Linked DNA regions of Dromaius novaehollandiae: region 1 is linked to region 2. The links are chromatin contacts, called in public Hi-C maps. All regions are on one chromosome and are shown on one strand. The core of a region is the stretch at or near the end of the contact, and the rest is flanking DNA. Distances in the headings are between cores, read along the strand shown.

Region 1 (3,810 bases), core at 883-3,382, 100 kb after region 2:
TAAATCTGATTGAAAAGTAACAAAGAGGAGGTAAATTAGGTTTTAGAAGAATGTTACTTAGCACAAAGGATTAAGTCAAAGGTCTGATCTATCTAAACTGCGACTGTTGTATATGTTGTCATGCAGTATTGCAATACCGATTCATTTGCATTCTGTTTTGATGCATCTACAATTACAAATATCTGAGAGACATTTCTTACTTATAAAAAGCTAAAAAGGAATTAGAAGTCATATGAGCTCTCTAGATCCTGATTCTGCCTTTGAGATGTTGATGCTTGGAGTAGGTGGAACCCAGCTACGTTTTCCTAGGTGTATATGACAACCTGCTGATTGCTGTCTCACCAGAATAAACTCTAAACCTCTCCAGCTGTTCTTAATCTGGACCCTTAACCTTTTAAAAAACACAGAGGCTTTCCATTCCTCAGAGCCAAACTTTGCTAACAATATCTAGGTTGTTTTCGAACCAAGCTTCAAACATAAAAATGACTAATAAATCTATATTCCATAATAACCAGTCTGGAACACTATTATTTAAAAACATACTCAGTTTTTATGACCCATTTCTACTAAAAATCCAAAACATGTTTCACTCATGCTCCCATTTCAGAGGTTCAGCTACTGGATGATAGGCATGATATCCAGACAGATACACCAATAAATATGTAGGGACTATAAATCTGTCTTAAATTAGTGATTTGTGTATGTGCATGGGGGGAAAAGAGCAGGGAAATTCTGTTTTCTAATCTGTTCATTTCCTGACTCTTAATGTTCCGTAACTTCACAGCTGGTGATAATATTTTTCTGTGGTTTGTATTATTATGTGCTAAATGCATTACTCTATGCCCTTCACCAGGACCTGTGGCTTTAAGAACTCAGGGCCTGATCTTGCATGGGCTTTTAATCCACACCTGATTGTACTCGTGCAAATAGTAATTTTATGCAGCCCAGGGATGTGGGCCTAACTGTGGCAGCCCCTAGCGCTCTGCAAATCCCTCCTGGAGGAACCCTCCGGTGTCAGGGTGAAATAGATTTAAAGGGAGGAAATGGAGGGGGGGGGGGAGTTGGATGGAGCCACAGCCTAGCTATGGACCAAGACCCCAGGGTCTGTGTCCCCCGTCCCAAGGTCCCAGGTGTGAAATGGGGATCTCGGGCACCGACTTGCCCCAAAGTGCGGTCTGCAGCCCCAGCTCCGGGATTCCAGTTTGGGCTTCCCATTAGGAACCAACAACAAAAATAGCAATAGCCGTTCGTAAACATTCATCTTTCTGACTTTTTTACGGCCTTGTAATTGCCCCCTCTCTGACAGGCAGATTTATGCCTTGGCCGCTAGCGCCCGGTGGCCGCCGGCTCCTGCGGGGCGGCAGCGGCGCGACCAGCCCCCCGGCCCTGGCGCGGAGCGCGGCGCCTCCTCCGCGCTGCACCGGGGCGGGCAGGACCGCGGCAGCCTCGCCCCGGGAGCCGCCCCGGCCGGTTTGCGAGTCCCCCCCGCCCCGGGGCTGCGTCCTGCTTAATTATCGCCTCTTATCCCTCTCCCCCCCCCCCCCCCCCCGAGCTCTTTTCGGGTTTGTTGTTTTGTTCGGGTTTGGCTTTGCTTCTGGGCTTTCCGCAGCCTGCTCTGCCCAGTGTGTGTGTATGTGTGCGGGGACACTCGCATCACTTGTATTTTCCGTGCAAAACTCGGGGATTATTCCAGCGGCGTTCAGAAGGGAAACGCTTTCCCTCTCGTTCTTCCTCTTCTCTTTTTTTTTCCTCTCCCCCGCTTCCCAAGTAGCCTCCCTCAAGTCCCTCCCGCGGATATCGTCTCTCGCTCTCCCCGGCAGGACGTAGCAACTTCTCCCCCGGCCTTTTATGTTCTTTTTTTCCTGGTTCTGCCGTTACAGCCTGCCCGCGGCCCGCAGCAGCCGGGGTGCGGCGGCTCGGCGGGACCCCCGCGGCTGCGCCGGCGGCAGCGCCGCCCGCTTCCCCCCCCCCCCCCCGCAGCGCCGCGGAGGGAAACGATGGCCTAGAAATTAAGCAGCACTTCTGAGTCGGTACATCTGCCTCCCCCGCCCCCAGTTTTACACCACTTAGGATTTCCCCTCGTCTCGCGCTCTTTTTTTCCTTTTTTCTCCCTTCCCTTCGCGCCCCCCCCCCCCCCCCCCGAGCAGAGGGGCAGAGCGGCTCCGCGGGCGATGCCGGCGCGGCGGCGGCGAGCGCCCCCGGCCCGCCGCCCCCACGGCTGCCCGCGGCGCTGAGCGCGGCCGCGCTCGCCCGCCGCTGCCCTGCGCGGCCGGGGCCATGGCCGCGCGCGGCGGCGGGGCGGCGGCGGCGGGGCCGGGGGCGGCCTCCCGGGCCGCGCCGGCGCTGCGGCGCGGCTGGCGCTGCCGGAAACTTTGCTCGGCGCTGCCGCTGCTGCTGGCGCTGGCGGTGCGGCCGCTGCGGGGGGAGCCGGGCCGCGAGCTGGCGGCCGAGGGCGGCGGCGGTGGGGCGACGGGGCGGCGCGGCGGGCCGCCCCCCCCCGGCGCGGGGCTGCGGGCCTGGCTGCCCCCCGGCGCCGTGCCGCTGGGGCTGGCCGGCGCCGCCTTCGGCATGGGCCGCTACCTGCTGCGCGGCGGCGTGCGGGCGCGGACGGCGGCGCTGCTGCTGGCCGCCTGCTGCGGGGGGGAAGCGGTGGCGCAGAGGGCGCTGGCGGCGGGGGAGGATCACTTGCTCTCCTTGGGCGCCACGGGGGTGGTGCTGAGCTGCCTGGCCGCCGCGACATGGCTGGTGCTGAGGCTGAGGCAGGGCGTCCTCATGCTCGCCGTGGCTAGCGCGGTGCGGACCACGTCGCTCGTCTCCTTCGAGCGGGTCCCGGCGTCGTGGCGGCCCTACCTGGCGTACCTGCTGGGGCTGCTCGGCATCCTGCTGGCCGGCTGCGCCGACCGGCTCTGGCCGCCGCGCGGGGCCGCCCCGCCCGCCGCGCCCCCCGCCGCGCCCCCGGCCGCCGACGCAGCCCCGGCGCTGAGGAGGAGGCGGCGGCGGTCCAGCTCCGTGGTCGCCGCCGAGATGTCGGGCTGCGGCAGCAAGAGCCACCGCCGGACCTCGCTGCCCTGCATACCTCGCGAGCAGGTAGGGCGCGGGCCGCCGCCCGCCGGGGAGGGAAGGGGCCGGGGCCGCCGCCGCCGCCAAAACTTGGCCGCCCCGGGGGAGCGCACGGCCGGCCCCGGCGCTGCCCGCCGCCGCCGCGGTGCCGGCCCGGCCGGGGGCGCCTCCCGCGGCGCCGGGAGCCCCGACGGCGGCGGCGGCGGCCCGCGGCGGGGCGGGCGCGCTGCCGGCTGCGCGTGAGGTGCCCGGGTGCACGCCGCGGGGCGAAACCCCCGAGCTTGCTTGCTTTCCTGTTTCTCTTTTTTTCCCCCTTTTCTCTCTAATAGCCATCCCCGCGGCTTGCTTTTCCGAAGCCTGGCGGAAAGTTGAGGTGGAGCGTGCGCGCCCGGTCCGCGGAGCTGGCGCGGAGCGCGCCTTCAGGACACGGGCTCCAGATTTCCCAGCACCACTGACAAGCCGTGTTGTTGCTTTTGGGGTTTTTTGTGTAGTTTTTTTTTTTTTAAAACCTGTAGTGTTCCGGAAAGGTCCCTCGACCCTGTTAAACTTCCTTTAATCTTTCAAGGTGTGTGTCTTGGGAGGGGAGCCGAGCAGCTCGTCCTCGGCGGGAGAAGTCTCTTATCGGCGCGATAGCGTGTCCTCTGAGACGGCCCGGCGCGGAGCCCTGCTCATCTTTGCACTTTGCCTCCGCAGGGCCGTTTCTGCGGGTGTAATCGATAGCTTTCACGTTGCTGTTGTTGGGGGAGTTGA
Region 2 (4,245 bases), core at 671-3,170:
CCCAGCCTCCAATGCAATTTTCATTGCATTTGCTGCATACATACTGAGTGGCATGAGGGAATGTCGCTCAACTATCAGCCACTGCAGAGGGAAAAATTATAGTTCTCTCTTCTAACCAGATACACGATCTTCCCAGGGGAATGCTATGTCCCACATTACATTTAGTGTACAGCCATAGGCTTTTGTCTATTGTGAAACTGCAAAGCCAGTGGTTTTGTAAAATACATCCCATGGCTTAAACACAAGATAGGGATTGAGCCTGAGTAGCTTGCAGTATCCCAAAAGGCATGGTTTGTGTGTTTGGCCCTTGCACAGATTTACCAGAAAGGTTTCTACCTTTGGTTTGCACTGAGAAAAATCTTATTAGCTGACTATAGGATGCATTAAAGGCAGAGCAGAATGAGTAGATTAAAAACTTGAAAGCATTTGTGACATAAAGGGATAGATGAAATCGCCAAGGCAGTTGAATCACATCTACAGTGAAGGATAAACATTGCAAAATGATTAGATCCACAGGTCATTTTGGCTGCCTTGTTTATATTCTGTGCTTTGAAATATTGAGACCAAAAAATACCAGAAGCCTCTGCTGCTCAAAATGGCAGCCTGAATAGTTGTATAGGGCTTTCAAGTCTTCTGTGGAAGTAAATGGCATAAAGTCTCCAGTGTGAAAGATACAGAGTGGTTACGGACCTCATTCCAAAGTTGCTGTTCCAAAGCACTTGGTGGTAAGTGGTTGGGCAATATGCCTGTGTTCACACCTAAGAACCGCTATTCTGCTTATACCTGAGGTGTGGTTAATCTAGCAGTCAATCAGCTTACTAGCTTACCTGGCACAAATTCCCTTTTACACCCCTTGAAATGCCAATCCACCATACTGCAGAACTGGAACTAGAAAGAAAAGATCAGAGGCCAGCAAAACAAAGTGAGCAGCATGTGCTGTGGGGCTCATGGGAAAAGCAGTGAGTGAAAAGCCAGCCAGGTCTCAGTCTTTGGGAAATAAGTCACTGCCATGGAGCACCCCATGGAGACAGCAGCATGGACGGCATGAAGTGGCCACTGCAGCTAGTGCAGACGCTTGTCTGTGAGCAACCGTTCGGAGAGTCTTCAGTGGCGCCTGCCTGCCTGTTTTTCACCTGGATGGGAAAAATGAAGGGTGGTTTGGGGTGGTTTAAATTCATTCTTTTGACTGCAAGCAAGCTGTTTACCTGCCTTTTCTCACTTCTCTGTCTGTAGAACAAAGACAAAAGTCCCCTCCTTATTTCAGTGTGGACTTAAATAAGTTAAAGACTAGGAGGATCTGTTTCAGCAGTAGTAGGAGATAGGCAAACTTGAAGGAAAATGTTGGTCACAATGGAGAATGGATACCTCTGGAGGGGGAGAAAAGACTGTCTTCTAGGAAGGAAATGCAATTTTAGAAATTAAATGCAATTAGAAAAGTCTTCAAAGGGAACGGTCTGGTGTTTAAAGACAAAATGGAGGCCTCCTCCCCCCCCCCCCCCCCAATTTAATTGATTTGACTCCTTTTGATTCTCTGGAAATTGTTTCTTTCTTTCTGAATCAGCTGCTTACAGGCTTGATATTAATGTCTTACTGTAGGCTTCCCAGTCCTTGTTTCCCATTTGTTTTGGTATGGCTCTAAGTGATAACAGCACATCCTGTGTTCATTTGACTTGGAAACAACTGTACTGCATGGATCCATTCTGTAATGTATAGAATAAAATAAAGCACCTATATCCTCACTGGATAACCAGAATGTTTAGCAGCTAAACACTGGGCTCATCAAGCTGAAATGCCTACATACACCATGCAACAGAGTGCATGAAAAGACTCCGGAAAAAGTGCTGTCTACACAGCATTGTGCTGTACCGTGTGGAAATACCAGCTGGAGCCCTGCAAGTGTAACAGCCACAATAGTGCATCGGATGTCTGAGCTATTAAGTTCTGCCCTGTGACTAACAAAGCTGCATGTTGGAGCTGCTTCAAGTACTTCAGAGACTTCCTGTGAGAATAAATACATGCACACGAGGAAACAACCTTTTAAAGGGACTAAGACTGTAGCGTGATTTGTGGCAGTCCTGGAAGTAGAGGGTGCTCAGGCACTGCATCCCCAGAGGCAGTGTGTGCTGCAGGGAGCCAGCGTCACGCTTGGCGCTGCAGCGCCCGGGAGCCCTGCTGGCTCCGGGGAGATGTAATGCACGTTCCTCCCAGAGTGCAGAGTTATTATTTTATTTTTAGTTACTAGTTTACCTGACCAGAGTCTGCAGCTGAAGCACGGAGTCCTCATCTCCACCTCTGTGGTCAGACCCGTTCCTTGTATGCCCTCCTTGCATGTGGTTAAAACACTGATGCCATACTAACGGGATATCCTCTTATCCATTAAACTACCTTTCTGAAAGAGTGCGTATATCATGGTGTTTAACTGTGTACATACCCAGCTGCTTATATGACTAATGAAAAATGAGTTTAGGATTTTGATAGATGGCAGAAGAGCCACCCATATATTTCCAGCAAAAATGACAGAATAACTTGACATATTTTCATAACGTGGTCATGTGATTTTAAAAATGTTTTGTGGGGAAATTATTTTAGGCTATAAAATATTCTGTTTGTTTTTTCTGTCTATTGAGATAACAGCAGAATGTTTTGTCTACACATATCCAGTCTTCATTAGCTGCTGGAAGATGTAAAACTGATTCAAACTTCTTGGAACTTCAGCTCAGAACAGGCATAATTTATAATGTTTTGGATGGGAAGTTTCTGAGAAAGGAGCTTACTTTAATAATAGCTTTTCTTTTTAATTCTTAGGACTGCTGACTTTTAAAGTATACTTTGCATTAATTGCTGTGAGCGATTATGGGCTACTTTGCTTTGTTTTTGTTTCCATCTGCGTAGATGTATTGCCCACAGTGTAAGCGTTAGTGCTGTTAATTACTCCTAATGTTGGTGGTTATCTCTACTACAGTAAGAGCCTGATGCCATTTAGGAACATGGTCCTGTTGCTATAGGTGCTGTATAAACAGAGTAAGACAGTCGGTGGCTGAAGATTTCACAGTTTAAGTAAACCAGACAGCCAGAGAGCAGAGGAATGGATTATAATAAATAAATAGAACAAACATCACAGAGGGCCAGCAGTTTTTGATTTGGTTTAATTCATTTGCTTAAATTCAAAATAGGTGGTGCTCAGTAAAGAAGGAAGGAGATCATTTCAGTAGTAAAACAAAGGCTAGAGAAGGCACTGGAAGGGAAATAATGATCTTAACATCAGGAGCACAAAAGGAAGCTTAAAATCACTTTTGTAATCCTCATTGAAACCAAGGACCATAGTTTCTGTAATTTGCTCTGGAAAAGGAAAGGAAAGGAAGCTGTGAGCATCTGACTGTTAGAGAACAGAGCTATTTTCCATTGTGTTTCATATTTCAGTGTTGGTTTCCATGACTCTCTTATTAAAACTCTGACCATCACAACATGAAAGCTGGATGTGTCTTTTGGCATTGATACTGTTTCAATTAGTAGGTAGTCCGTGCCTATATTAATATGTGCATGAATATTTGGAGAAGTTACTTGATATTTTTATACTGCTTTTAGAGACCTCCAGAGTTACAGTCAAGTGGAAATCTTAATCTGGGGTCTGGTCTCTCGCTGCTTTTAATGGAGTTGAGCCTGTGCCATCTGCTAGCCATACCGATTACTTGGAGAGGTTTCATGTCGCTATTCACATAATGGTTGATATGGATCTTGTTTTATGCTAGATAAACATCTTGGGCCTTTTCTTCATTGATTCCAATGAAGACAAGAGCTGTTTTTGCAGTTGTCACTGCATCATTTTACTTTTTTTAACAAAAGCTTAAAGGAAAAACACAATTCAATTTCTTCTCGTAAACATGAAATCTTGAGACAGTATTTTAAAACGCAAGAACAAGCTGTTAAAAACTCCCCACAAACATGAAACAACTGTTTTATTAATCTGTTGCCAAAAACAATTTATCAGATTTAGATAGCTGACTAGCCTTCATAATGTTTGTACTTCAGACTTTTTCCTGGTCTGTGGTTTGCTGTGTGGGATGCTCTTGTGTCACTGGTTGAAGAGTCTGACTTTTACTTATTAGAAACAAATATTTATTTGTAATGAATATAACACAAAGTATAGCTTAATTTTCACAAGGCTACCTTGAATGTAAACACTCCAGTACAGCTAAAAATACCACAGATTCCTATAGTTTACGGTAGTGTTATTGAATCCTTCCT

The links. Hi-C and Micro-C count contacts between places; a contact is called where the count stands out from the background.
Region 1: a contact with region 2 is called in a Hi-C map of liver, with 5 times the contacts expected there. The contact joins the promoter of PDE3A here to the enhancer-like site in region 2. A contact is called at or near these places in 2 of 4 Hi-C or Micro-C datasets (brain and liver).

Annotation. Positions count from the first base shown.
Region 1 is chr1:69,109,879-69,113,688 of bDroNov1.hap1, forward strand. PDE3A (phosphodiesterase 3A) reads left to right here and starts at 2,133. Exons shown (of 15, transcript XM_064515787.1): 1 at 2,133-3,087. The coding sequence starts at 2,278.
Region 2 is chr1:69,006,386-69,010,630 of bDroNov1.hap1, forward strand. No RefSeq gene overlaps it. Among named protein-coding and RNA genes, the nearest start is that of PDE3A, 100 kb to the right of the region's middle. Within about 2 kb of position 1,921, at least 2 of the 2 cell types and tissues checked have open chromatin away from gene starts, as enhancers often do.